2 separate regions of the Mus musculus genome follow, and region 1 is linked to region 2. The links are chromatin contacts, called in public Hi-C maps. All regions are on one chromosome and are shown on one strand. The core of a region is the stretch at or near the end of the contact, and the rest is flanking DNA. Distances in the headings are between cores, read along the strand shown.

Region 1 (6,290 bases), core at 2,552-5,051, 520 kb before region 2:
TTTAACTCTGATGAAGAACACCCTCAACTAACTTGATGATCTTTATAACTTAGTAGAACTTTGTATTAGTTTAACTTATTTTCTTCTTGGCGTTGTCCATGTATTCATGTATCATTATTTTTTTTAAGAGATAAGACAGTGTCTTGTGAATGAATGAGAAAATTCTACACTAAGAGTCATAAGAGTCATAATATTAACTGTTTTTTATTTGAAGTATGGAAGTAGCCTCAAGGGAAGTTCGTAGCTTCTTCAGAACTCAGTGGGTTCTGGGGGCACTGATCAATCAGATGACCTGTGGGTTGTTCTTTTTATTTCAAAGATAAGAAAAAAATGTTATTGAGAGACTTTTACACTGCACATATTGAGGGCTTGGCTGGGTGTGAAGCTACAATCACCTGAAGGCCAGACTTAGTATACTTCACAGCTCATCTTTCTCTGAGAATGCCTTCTCCAAATCACACTACATTTAGTATAGTCACCCATTCCTCATTATCTAGTTATGTACTTGGCTAATTTTTCTAAGTTTTTTGTTTTAATTCTAGACTCCAATGGGCTTATAATGACATCTCCTTGTATTTTTGATCTGGTACCACATATATAGACCCATGGAAGGGAGACTATTCTTGATGTTCAGAATGTACATGAACTACCATAATATAGTTTATAGAATCATATTGATTTCTGACCTGACACAAATATGTCAGTGGTGGTCTTAGAGTGGTGGTCTATTATAGAAATACATATGATGTAATCCTAAAGCTTTTACTTTTATGTCTGTTTGGTCAGTTAGATTTGTAATTCTATGGGGCAGGTGCTGAGTTTTTTTAAACTTGTAAGTAAATTTAATAAGAGCTATACAATGAACTTACTGAAGGCTTCTCCTTGTCCTCCTTCCTTTCCTTCTCCCGCCCTCTTCTTCCTTCTCCTCCTGCCCCACCTCTTTCTCCTCCTTCTCCTTCAATCCCAAGCTCAATTCCATAACATTTCTAATGGGATATATAACATACTAAGCCACCCAAGAAGATTCTCTTTTACATTGAAAAGCATATGTGATAAGTTCCTTCTTCACAAAAGCCAGTGCTTTAGCACAAGGGCTTCTGGCAAACAGAAATAGTGGCAAGTTCATTGAATGCAGTGAGGAATAATTAGGTGTTATGTTCTTATCTTTAATCAGTTAGGTACAGATTGCTGAAGACTTTATGGATAATATCCAACTTCACTGAAATATAAAAGATGGCCAGGAATTAATTAGATAACCTAGGATGTGGAGAAGGGTTGGTTTAAATGGAAAACATACTCAAAGATCAAAGACAAAATACTCAGTAGTACCTTCCTGAGACAAAAAGAATTCCAATATGACTGAATCCTAGAGATGAAGTCATGGAATGAGGTACAAGGGAAGGCTGAAGTGATGGGTCAGTCATATGGTCCTATAAAAAGGCAATGGAGGAATTAATGCACTTAAGACTTTGAATTAACAAGAGGAGACTGAACTTTAAAAAGATTCCTTATAGTTGTATAAATGCCAAGAGCATGTGCACAGACTTGAAATGGTAACTGTAATGGAGTCAGAGATGCTGGTTGATATCTGGATATAGGATAAAAAGATCTAACAAAAGAGGATAGAGACCAGTGGGTGGATCTGAGAAATTTTTAGGGAAAACAATTAATCACTTATCAATGACTCATTCAATATAAAAGAATGACCAAAACGTGATTAAAGATTAGGTTGGTAGTTTAAAATTTAACAACTATTGGATAATAGCATTATATATTAGCCTGAGAAAGAGCATATTTAGAGTATCGAGGTCATAACTATGATTTTATCTGACATTTATTAAATATTTACTATCTACCAATGGCTTTTATGTTTTACAGACATCTATATATTTAATTTACTAATAAGCATTAGAGTTTAGAATAGTTTATTTAGTCTTTCCATAAGCATATAGCTTGTCTCTAGTAGGACTGAAATGGCAATATAGAGGCTCTAGTTCCAAAAGCCCTTAGTGTACCCCTTCCCATACTGCAGGTCTTATTTAGAAAGGCTGAATAAAACAGGGCTCTAGAGTACAGAAACACAAGATGAGCAAGAGACATAAATTTGGAAGCCATCATATTAATCATCCTAGACTGTAAAATTTCAGTGGTTTCACAGAGCAAATGCAATTTCTTGCTCATACTAGCCATCAGGAATGCACAAACTTGTTGATTTTTAAAGGGAGTTTCCCTTTACGTATTGACTCTAGAGTTCTGAGTCTTCCAACCTTTGTGCCTACTACTTCTTGGTAACTTCTTGGCATCTCTTTTCCCTTTCTCTTTCTGCAGGTAATTGATAAACTGAAGTAGAGTAGAAGATTTTAATGCCAAGGCTAGAGGGAATATACATTACTCCTTTTTAAAATTACAGTGTACAGGACAATTCATGTGGTCCCAACTGACCACTCACATTTATGGATGGGGTAGAATGAAAATTAGGAGATCTCACTGAAACATATGTAATTATTCAAGTCCCAGAGTGAATAAATATAGAATTAGAAATGTGGCTGAGGTCAGAGAATTGACAAGATCTTTATGGTAATGATGATGATTAATAATAGCTAAAACATTTAGAGCACTTACAGTATTCCAGGCTTATATGCATACATTAATTCCTGAAATCCTTATAAAAGCCCTTTGATGTAATGGTATTATTATATCTTTTAATATAGACCAAGGAGTAAAGAGCAAGTAAATAACTCTCTTGAGGTCACAGACTTCTAAGTGGCAGAACAAGAATTTGAATGTAGGGCGTCTGCTTCCAGAGTCTGTGAGTTTAACTGATGTCATATGCTACATAATTATTAACTTCAAATACTTGAAGAATGTCACATTAATATGTAAGTATCTTTGCTATGAGTTCCCAAGGGATAGAATTATAACTAACAAATGGAATGGAAATGATGGCAGTGCTCAGCCCAGAAGAAGGAAGTGCTTTCTAAAAGGAGCTGTCTCAAAGGAAGCAAACTGCAGCCTGAGATAGTGCAATCTTCATCAGCGGAGGTGCCCAAGCATACTAAGAGAAAACCCTTGATAAGGATGCCAATCCAATCATCCAGTAGAGATCCAATCATCCAGTGAGTGCTTCAAGGAGATAACCACTATTCTTCTCGAATATTCAAGAGTTGGAAAGTTTTGCAAATACATGCTTGCCAAGATTTCCTGAGGAGTGTAAACTTTCAGAATTAGTGTCTCAAAGTAAGTTCTAAAAGCTGTATCATCCAAGAACTGGACCTGAAGCTAGCTAGAACAGTGAGTTCTCAACCTTCCGAATGCAGTGACCCTTTAAATAAAGTTCCTCATGTCGTGGTGACCCTCAAACGTAATTTTGCTACTGTTATGACTAGCAGTATAGATATTGGTCTTTGGGGGTCATGACCTACAGGTTGAGAGTCATTGAGCTGGAAGGAGAAGGCTGGGGAGGGTGTAGAATAAATAATTCCTTACCTTTGAATCTTAGCAGTTTACTTAGAAGCAAAGGCTCATGGTTGTGTATTGACAGAGGGCCACCTATAGAATTCTAACCTGGAGATGAGCCCATGATTTGTACATGGTAGAAGATCTCCATTTTGGCTCAGTAGTACTGGCTCTCTGCTCCAGAAGCCTCTGTTTCTATTTTATAAAAGTGGTTTCCCAGGTTTAAGACTTATCTGAATCAATGGGAGAGCTCAATAAACCAACTGCACCTTCTCATTCAGTGCATTGAGGCTAGAGCTTGCAAACTTTCCTACCCCAGTGCTGTTCTTGCCTCTGCTTTCACCTTTTAGGAGACTACTCTCTGGGAACCATTGCTCTAACAGGGGCTTCTGGTTCAATACCATAAGCCTTTGTTTATATGTCTAGCTTCTCCTTGCTTATCTTTGTTTTACCCCCACCTAACCCACCATGGGTTTCTTGATAAAATTTTACTGAGGAAATGCATTGAAAGAAATATTAGTTTTCTAGAAGTTCAAAGAGGGGAAAGAAATCATGGGAATCTTTCAGAAGAGAAATCCTGTGTTGTCACCTTTCACATAGCTGGAAGCATGACTCATGCAAAGACATGCCTATCTTTGCTGAAAAGCAAACACAGACACACCAGTTTTGTGTGTCCTGGAATGTGCATCAGAGACGTCTCCTTATCACCTCTTCCTCATTCTTTTTCTGTCTCTTTAAATAGATGGTCACCACCACTTCATGCAAGGAAAGTATTATTTAGAGTGTGGAATGCAATTTGCTTCTTCCCAGAGTTAGTTCCCTTCGGACTGTCTTTGGATGAACTTTGCAGTCTTCACTGAAGGGGGAACCCTTTCCCACTGTTCTCTGGGAGAGCCACGGCTTTGAAGTCACAGCTGGCTTGACTAAACTCATTTCCTCCCTCCACAATGTGCCTCTGATGCAGTGTTGGCTGAGGCTCCCCCTTGCCGGCTCCTGCTATTGAACCAGACCCAAGTGCAATGTTTAATGTGAGTGTTTGGCTTGGCTTGAATTTGGCCAAATCATCTGTACTTCGTTTCATTTGAAAGCTCTACTTTTTTTTTCCCTCCCCGTTTCTCTCTCAAATAGTTCATTCCAGATGTTTTTGATTTGTCTTTCTGTGGTCCACTCCACCCAGTTCCTAAATCAGTAAATCATTTTCATGCTTCTTCCAAAATCTAAGCAAAGAGAAGTGCTCAATTAGAAAGAGCAACTGATTATTGGTTCCTTAGGCTTCAGTGTGGCTCTTTTCTTCAGGAACTACATTTCCAAGGTAGGAGAGAATGTGACAGAACATGTAGATTCCAAATTCCTAGCATTCAGGATCAGAGAGTATGCACAATAGGGATGTGTACATAATATGAACATCCAATTTTATTGCCTAGTTCAAGGCTTGATAGCACTGTTCTTGTTTGAATGCTTTCTGTGACTCAAGTGCACATGGAGACACCCATTCTATGAGCTTATGTGTATCCTTACATGACAGAAATACTAACTAATCAAGATCCCAGCAATTTTCTCATGGTGATGGAGGCAAGGGTAAACAGATGGAGCTAAGATGCAGGGAATGGTTATTTTATTGTCATTATAAGGAGTGAGGGCCTTATGAGAAAGTCCCATATCTGACAGATTAGGGAAGCTAGAAGGAGAAAAATTGCACACATTCAGAGTTTCTCAGAGTTTAAGAATTTACAAAGAAACTCTTGGATGCAACTAGGTGATAAAGTCAGATGAAATATGGGGAAAATGCTGTAAGGTGCTGGAGAAATGGATAGGTCAGCAGTTTAGAGCACTGGCTACTCTTACAGAGGACTCAGGTTCAATTCCCAGCACCTACGTAGTAACTCACAAATGTTTGTAATTAGAATTTTGTGGATATGACTCCTGACTTCAATGAGCACCAGACATAATGTCATAATGTACTACACATGCACACACACACACACATACATCACACACACATATATCACACACACACATCACACACACAGAAAAAAATTACATACAGGCAAATCACTCATACACATAAACTAAATAAATAAGTTAAATAAATAACTACCTAAATAAGATTTCTTTAAATAGTTTTAAGAAATTTTGATGTGATGTGAATGAAATTTCTCTGACAAATTTACAAATGACTCCAGTGAAGACCTACGTGCCCTCTAAAATCTTTCCTAAAGATGATGTAAGTTCTCTTTTGAACTTGATGTTAATATGAGACTTACTGTTCAGAGTACACCAATAATAGTTTATGCTACTTATTTTATTTCATGCTTTTATTCATTTATTTACCATATGACACCAGATTATAAAAGTATGCAAATAGCTTTTAGAGGTATACATATGCTTATTTATATATTAATTTAGAAAAGAAAGTTCTAGTTATTTATAGAATAATATATTTATTTAGGATAGCAATTTTAACTTGTACGTACCATCCCTAACAATGAGTATAGTACACAATCAACTTTAGGACCACAATTAGATAGTGAAGATCATGCAAAGTGAATATAATAGTAAAATTTATAACTGATACAGGAAAGGAATATGACTCATGAAATTCAATAAAAACATAGCTTCAGTTTGAACATTATATCTAATGATATTATTTGACTTCTGAGATCAGTTGTCCAGGACACTTCTGGAAAATGTTGCCAGATTGTAATCTGAACATAATTACCTATAAGCAACCATTTGCTTATTTTATCTTTCAAAAATTTATAACAAAATATCCTGTGAGTATACAATACAACCTGTGTAAATATAAGTTAAAATTCTAGTCTTGATTCAATAAT
Region 2 (6,333 bases), core at 439-2,938:
GGGGATATTTTGGATATTTTGGATAGTTTGGGATACTGCTAGATGATTTTAGTCCATAGCTATCCAATTGGATCAGTTTTCCTCCTACACGTTCTTGATAACATAACAGCTGTCTTGTATGGATTTAACAGTTGATACAGAAAGTACAGAATACTTTTTTGTTGTTGTTGTTGTTTTCATCTTTTGAGACAGGGTTTCTCTGTATAGCCCTGGCTGTCCTGGAACTCACTCTGTAGAACAGGCTGGCTTCGAACTCAGAAATCTGCCTGCTTCTGCCTCCCAAGTGCTGGGATTAAAGGTGTGTGTACCACTGCCTGGCTAGATTAATTAGTTTTTATATCAGTCTCTTGACATATATAGGGTGTTTTCTGTTATTAGACATTAATGAAAATCTCAATTCACTGGGGGAAGTAAGATGGAGACACTGGCTTTTCCTTCACGGAACTTAACTATAGTCGTGGGAGAGCTGTGAACATCAACAGTGAGCCATATAACCCAAACACATTGAATCACTTGCATAATTATTTTGTTGTGGTGTCTCCCATCCCAGTGAGTAGGGCTGAGAAGAATAAGACTCCACCTCCATCCCCAAGAATTATCTAATATGTAAATCATTTAACTATTACTGCTATCAGAATACATGATTACTTAAAAGAGCACATTCTAGACCAAGGGGCCTCTCTTCCCAATGATGGCCAACTAGGCCATCTTCTGCTACATATGCAGCTAGAGACACGAGCTCCGGGGGGTACTGGTTTGTTCATATTGTTGTTCTAACTATAGGGTTGTAGACCCCTTCAGATCTTGGGTACTTTCTCTAGCGCCTCCATTGGAGGCCCTGTGTTCCATCCTATAGATGACTGTGAGCATCCACTTCTGTATTTGCCAGGCACTGGCAAAGCCTCACAGGAGACAGCTATATCAAGGTCCTTTCAGCGAAATCTTGCTGGCGTATGCAATAGTGTCTGCATTTGGTGGCTTATTATGGGATGGACCCCCTGGTGGGGCAATCTCTGGATGGTCCATCCTTTTGTCAGTACAATACAGCGGAAAGCCAGGGCCAAGAAGTGGGAGTGAGTGGGTAGGGGAGCAGGGCGGGGGAAAGGTATAAGGAACTTTTGGGATAGCATTTGAAATGTAAATGAAGAAAATATCTAATAATTTTTTTTAATTTTAAAAAAGAAATAAAAAGAAAAGTCAAAAGAGCACATTCTGTTGTGGTTGCTGTTATCTTTATTATAATCCAGTGTATTACTGAGTGTGCGAATAAAAATGTACAGGATCATGAGTTCTCTGGAGTAGGTAAAAAAGAACTGTAGAAGAAGGAAAAAACTCTTGTAATCCCCAGGCTGTTCTGAAGAGTCCTCACCTCCCAGGAAGGGCTTTAGAACTTCTGTCAGGGATCAAATGACAGTGCAGAGTCCCTCACTTCAACCACAACTCCTCCCTTCAGGTCTACCCTTTATGTGTGAATTGAGATATTTTATTTTATCTAGGAATCCACTGCTTTATGAAGTACAAAGACACAAATCTAACTGACCCTTTAATTTTGAAAGTTAGGAAATTTGAGATCAAGAAGTTAAGTGTCTTGACTGGGTTCCAGGGCTTAGAAGCCATACAGGACTTAGGGAAGCACCCTGCTTCCTGTGTGGCGGCCTTTCCACCAGGCTTCCTCCCTTCTTCACTGGAACTCATAGTTCTTGGTCAGAATGTGAAAACCATTGGCCCTCATCCCCACATATGAGGGTGGCTGATCTGTATTTCATACAGAATAATTTGTCTCTTGAACCATTAACAGAGCTAGACTGGCTTTCACTATGAGTTAGTTCTGTGGAAAAGCACAGTTTCCCTGCTCCCAGAAGAATTCTCTGAATTTCTTCTAAGTTGCCATCTTAACAATGAGAACACACCTGTTTCAAATAACGCACTAAAGGTGATCCAGAGGTACATATGAGTAACATTGCACAGAAGGAACAGGTTGGATTTAGGAATATATGTGTATATCCATATACCTATGTGTATATGCAGGGAAAAGAGGCCATAAATTGAAAGATTTCAAGGAGGAGGGTAATATGCGATGTTTTGGAGGGTGGAGTGGGGAGGGGGAAATGATGTAATTATATTTTATTCCTATAAATAAAACAATGATTGGTACATATTGTTTTTACTTCTCTAACTACAGCAACAATCCCAAGATCATAATAATCAAATAAAAATAAGAGTCACTTATGAGGTCATAATCAAATGGAAAACTAGGTACACATATGCAAATGTACTAACAAAATTGTCTATGAAAATGAATACATAATTTTAGGTACTGCAGTCAAGCATGGCATTATCTGCCTAAAAATAGTAGGTTATGAAAATGTATCCTTTTTGTATGTTGTCATTTTGTCTATAGGTGATCATCAGTGACCATGATAATCCATGCATGACTTTTACATTTAATTTCCTTAGTTGGTACACTGCTATATGTAAATGCATGCAAAATTATTTTAACTGGCATGTAAAATGTTTCCAGAAGGTCATGTGCTTAAACATTTCACATAGGTACTGTTTGGGGAGATGTGGGACCTTTCCAAGGTGGAGCCTGGAGGATGAATCGGGGAACTCCTGAGCTTCACAGTTTGGTTCTACTTCTGAACCCATCTCTTGCTTCCCAATCCAGTATGATGAGAACAAGCTTCTGTAGACACAGTTGTGAGCTGTTCCTGCTATTATGCATACTCATCATGCACAGGATCTCCTGAAACTAAATTATACATCTTTCCTTCTTTCAGTGGGATTTTTTTGGGGGGAGGGGTATTATTACCAATGGGCATGAGTTCTTTTTAGAATACTTTTTACAGAAACAACTTTTAAAATAATGGGGTTTTTTGTCTCTGATAATTTTATGTATTTTAATCATATTCATTCCCCTTGCCCAACTCCTTATAGATTCTGCACTACCTTCCTCTACAATCAACATCATGTTGTTTTTTAATAAACAACCAAACTATGAAGTCTAGTTTGTGTTAGCATGTTGGTCCTGAACATGTGTCTTGCCCTGGAGTGTGATTGATATACTCAGTACCACCCATTGAAGAAAACTGATTTTTCTTCTCCTAGCTGCTATCAATTGTCAACAGCAGAACCTGAGGCTGTACACATCATGGCCCTGGGGAAAACCAATTACTATTATCAAGAAAACTTTCTAAAGATAATAATAATTTTAAGAATATAAGGTATTCTTCATTTCTTCCCAAAAGTAAGATGGATTTGACCTTTGTACTATAATATACAGACCCTATCACATAGAGTCCAGAATGTTTCTTATGCATAACAACAGTATGGCTCTCTGGAGATAAAATAGCTTGCTCTTCTAACCAGGAATGAAATGGGTTATCATGGCAAATACTAAGTACTAAGTATTTAAGTTGACCAAATATCATGGTTATTTGGATGGAGAATCTCAGAGAGATTTCCAAACTCAATAGGGAGATGATAGACCTTTAGAAAATGTATCCCCATGCTTGGGGATACATTTAATACATTTAAGACTCAATATTTGGCTGGGTATGGTGGCACATGTCTTTAATCCCAGCACTTGGGAGGCAGAGGCAGGTGGATTTCTTAGTTTGAGGCCAACCTGGTCTACAGGACAGCCAGGGCTATACAGAGAAACCCTGTCTTGAAAAACAAAAACAAACAAACAAACAAAAAGACTCAATATTTGATAATTTAATACAGTATTTAAAGTTAATATTTTTTTTACTTATGAAGTGTCTTTCATGTAGACTTAGCCTGTAAACATTATCTTCACAAAACTCATATATGTTTTAAATTTATTTAAATTCAGAATGCTTTAAGATTATTTATAGAATAACATTTTATGCTCAGCTTTTGAATAATGTAAGACTGCTGCCTTTCACTCAAATAATTCAACAAATGCTTATTAAACAGCAATGAATGCGACACACAGTTATAAGTATTCATTAATACAGCACTAAACAAAAGTGATGTTCTTGTTCTCAAAAAGCCTATTTCTAGGTTCCTCATTGTATTAAAAAAAAAGACAAAATGAACCTGCTCATTATACCTAATTACAAATGACAGTGAGGCAAAGCAATGGTGGCTTAATAGCCTGTAACATGAATGAAATTAGGACTCAGTCATAAAAAAATATCCCAAGGAAAACTCATCCACGACCAAGACTATGCTGAACACAAAGACCAAGAGTTGAAAGGAAAAGGAAATGTTAAAGAAAAACTGTCAAGGTGCTGGTAAATCGCTGACTCGAATTAGAGTACAGAGCCTTATGCACCTTGGTTGAAGGCTTTGATGTTATTTATAGTCTACATACAGGACAAAACTCAGCACAAGCGCTGTCATCGAAGTGTTCTGAAAAGACACCGAGGATTCTGAATGTTAGTGTGACAAAGTCAGCTTTATATTTGTATAAATTTTGCCTCTAAACATATTCACACAAACACTTTCAAACAAAAATGTGTTACAGAAAATCAAAGAAAAAGCAGGAAGTCCACTTGCATTTTGTTATAAAACTCCAAACATGTACAAAGATGATACAGAGGACCATGGAGCTTGAGATCAATGTGAATTCGGCTACATATCTCTGGGAGATGAAGTTGTCAATGCCTCCATTTTACAGCATCCTTCTCTATGAAATAAGGACATAATATCTGTCTTAATTCACCAACAAATAAAATATTATATGTGTGCTTTTAATCTTCATTGTTAATTTGACAGTATTAAAAATCACCAAAGAAACACACCTCTGTTCATATCTATGAAGTGTTTCTAGAAAGCGTACCTTGATTAAAAGATATATCCTGAATGTAGGTGATACCCACATTGTGCTAAGACCCTGCACTGAATAAAATTGGGAAATAGGGCTAAGATCCAGAAAGGCTACAACTCAGCAGAGCTTATGAACAATGTTCACATGAGACTGGGTTTGTAGGTATGAGAAAATTCAAGATTGCAGATTCACAGAGGTGTGTGCCAAGATTACAGCGAGCTACTAATGCAAATGGTGGTAGGATCAGAGTGCCTGCACAGAAAAGTCCCAACACCATTGTCTAATGATGTAAGGTGAAGCTTAAATAATAAAGGACACCACAATATGTTAGAAATACCAAAACAGTGTATTATTTGCTTAAGAAAGCTGCCAACCAGGAGTGAACTGGTCCAAGACAGATGCTACATATGCTATAGGTAGCAGATCTGTGGGCAAGGGCTCTCCTAACTCTTCAAATCCCAGATGATTCTATCACAAGTCCCACATGATTTACATGAAACTACAGAATCTGGTATTTGCCTGTGTAGTTTTCAGTCCTGTTTGTTGTTAGACTTCAAATCTGCCCTTTTGGAATAAGACTGCTTACTCAATGGCAGTATATGTTGGATGTATATACTTTATTTTGTTACTTTGCAGGGCCTCACAATTTAGAGATTGCTTTACATTCTTTTGAACTGTTGGAAAGTGTTGACCCTGCTAAAGACTGAGGACTTTTAGAGGGAGAACAAGTACTTCTTGTAGAATGAAATGAAAAGATATGGGAAAAGTGTATAATGTTGTGGACAGAAAGCGTGCCAGGTTAACGAGGAGATGGATGACTTTTCGTCTTGACTGTCAACATGAGAGGACTAAGAATTGTTGTAGAAGCACCATTGTGAATGTGTCTGTAAAGAAATGTGTGGAAATATATCATTGGAGATGGAAGGCACATACTGATCGGGGGCCTCACTGTTCCTTGGAATGGGATCTACACTGAGGCCAAACAAGGCAATCCTCTGTTACATATGTTCTGGGGCAGTATGGACCAACCCATATATGCTTTTTGGTTGGTGGCTTAGTCTCTGTGAGATTCCTGGGTCTGGGTTAGTTGATAGTGTTGTTCTTCCTATGGGGTTGCAATCCCCTTCGGCTCCTTTAGTCCTTCCCCTAACTCTCAGAGGACAGCCACACTAGTCTCCGTTCTGCAAGCACAACATGACATCGGTAATAGTGTCAGAGTTTGGTGCCTGTATATAATTCCAAGTTGGGCCAAACACTGGATGCCTTTTCCTTCAGTCTCTGCTCCATTTTTGTCCCTGCATTTCTTTTAGACAAGAATAGTTCTTTTAAAAAGAAATCATTCTGTCTACTTGTTCACCATGAGTCCTTTTGGAAAGATAACCACTTACATTGTTCTTTTTCTTCCAAAGAGAAAGAAAGCCATGTTCGGTGGAAGATTGCAGCTTCAAAGCTTCCACTCCATCTTTGGCTTTAACAAAAATAAATAGATAAAAAAAGGATATGAGTTTGCAAAGGGTGGAAAGTGAAAGATGGAT

Evidence for each region. Hi-C and Micro-C count contacts between places; a contact is called where the count stands out from the background.
Region 1: a contact with region 2 is called in a Hi-C map of the G1E-ER4 cell line, with 4 times the contacts expected there. The contact joins two enhancer-like sites. A contact is called at or near these places in 2 of 484 Hi-C or Micro-C datasets (the G1E-ER4 cell line and nephron progenitors) and 2 of 115 datasets of contacts at active chromatin or transcription factors (CD8 T cells and large pre-B cells).

The regions. Positions count from the first base shown.
Region 1 is chr15:63,338,687-63,344,976 of GRCm38.p6, reverse strand. No RefSeq gene overlaps it. Among named protein-coding and RNA genes, the nearest start is that of Gm41335, 15 kb to the left of the region's middle. Within about 2 kb of position 3,801, at least 71 of the 459 cell types and tissues checked have an H3K27ac peak or open chromatin away from gene starts, as enhancers often do. A contact at or near this core is called in the G1E-ER4 cell line, where this site is marked.
Region 2 is chr15:62,813,931-62,820,263 of GRCm38.p6, reverse strand. No RefSeq gene overlaps it. Among named protein-coding and RNA genes, the nearest start is that of Gm22521, 24 kb to the right of the region's middle. Within about 2 kb of position 1,688, at least 7 of the 459 cell types and tissues checked have an H3K27ac peak or open chromatin away from gene starts, as enhancers often do. A contact at or near this core is called in the G1E-ER4 cell line, where this site is marked.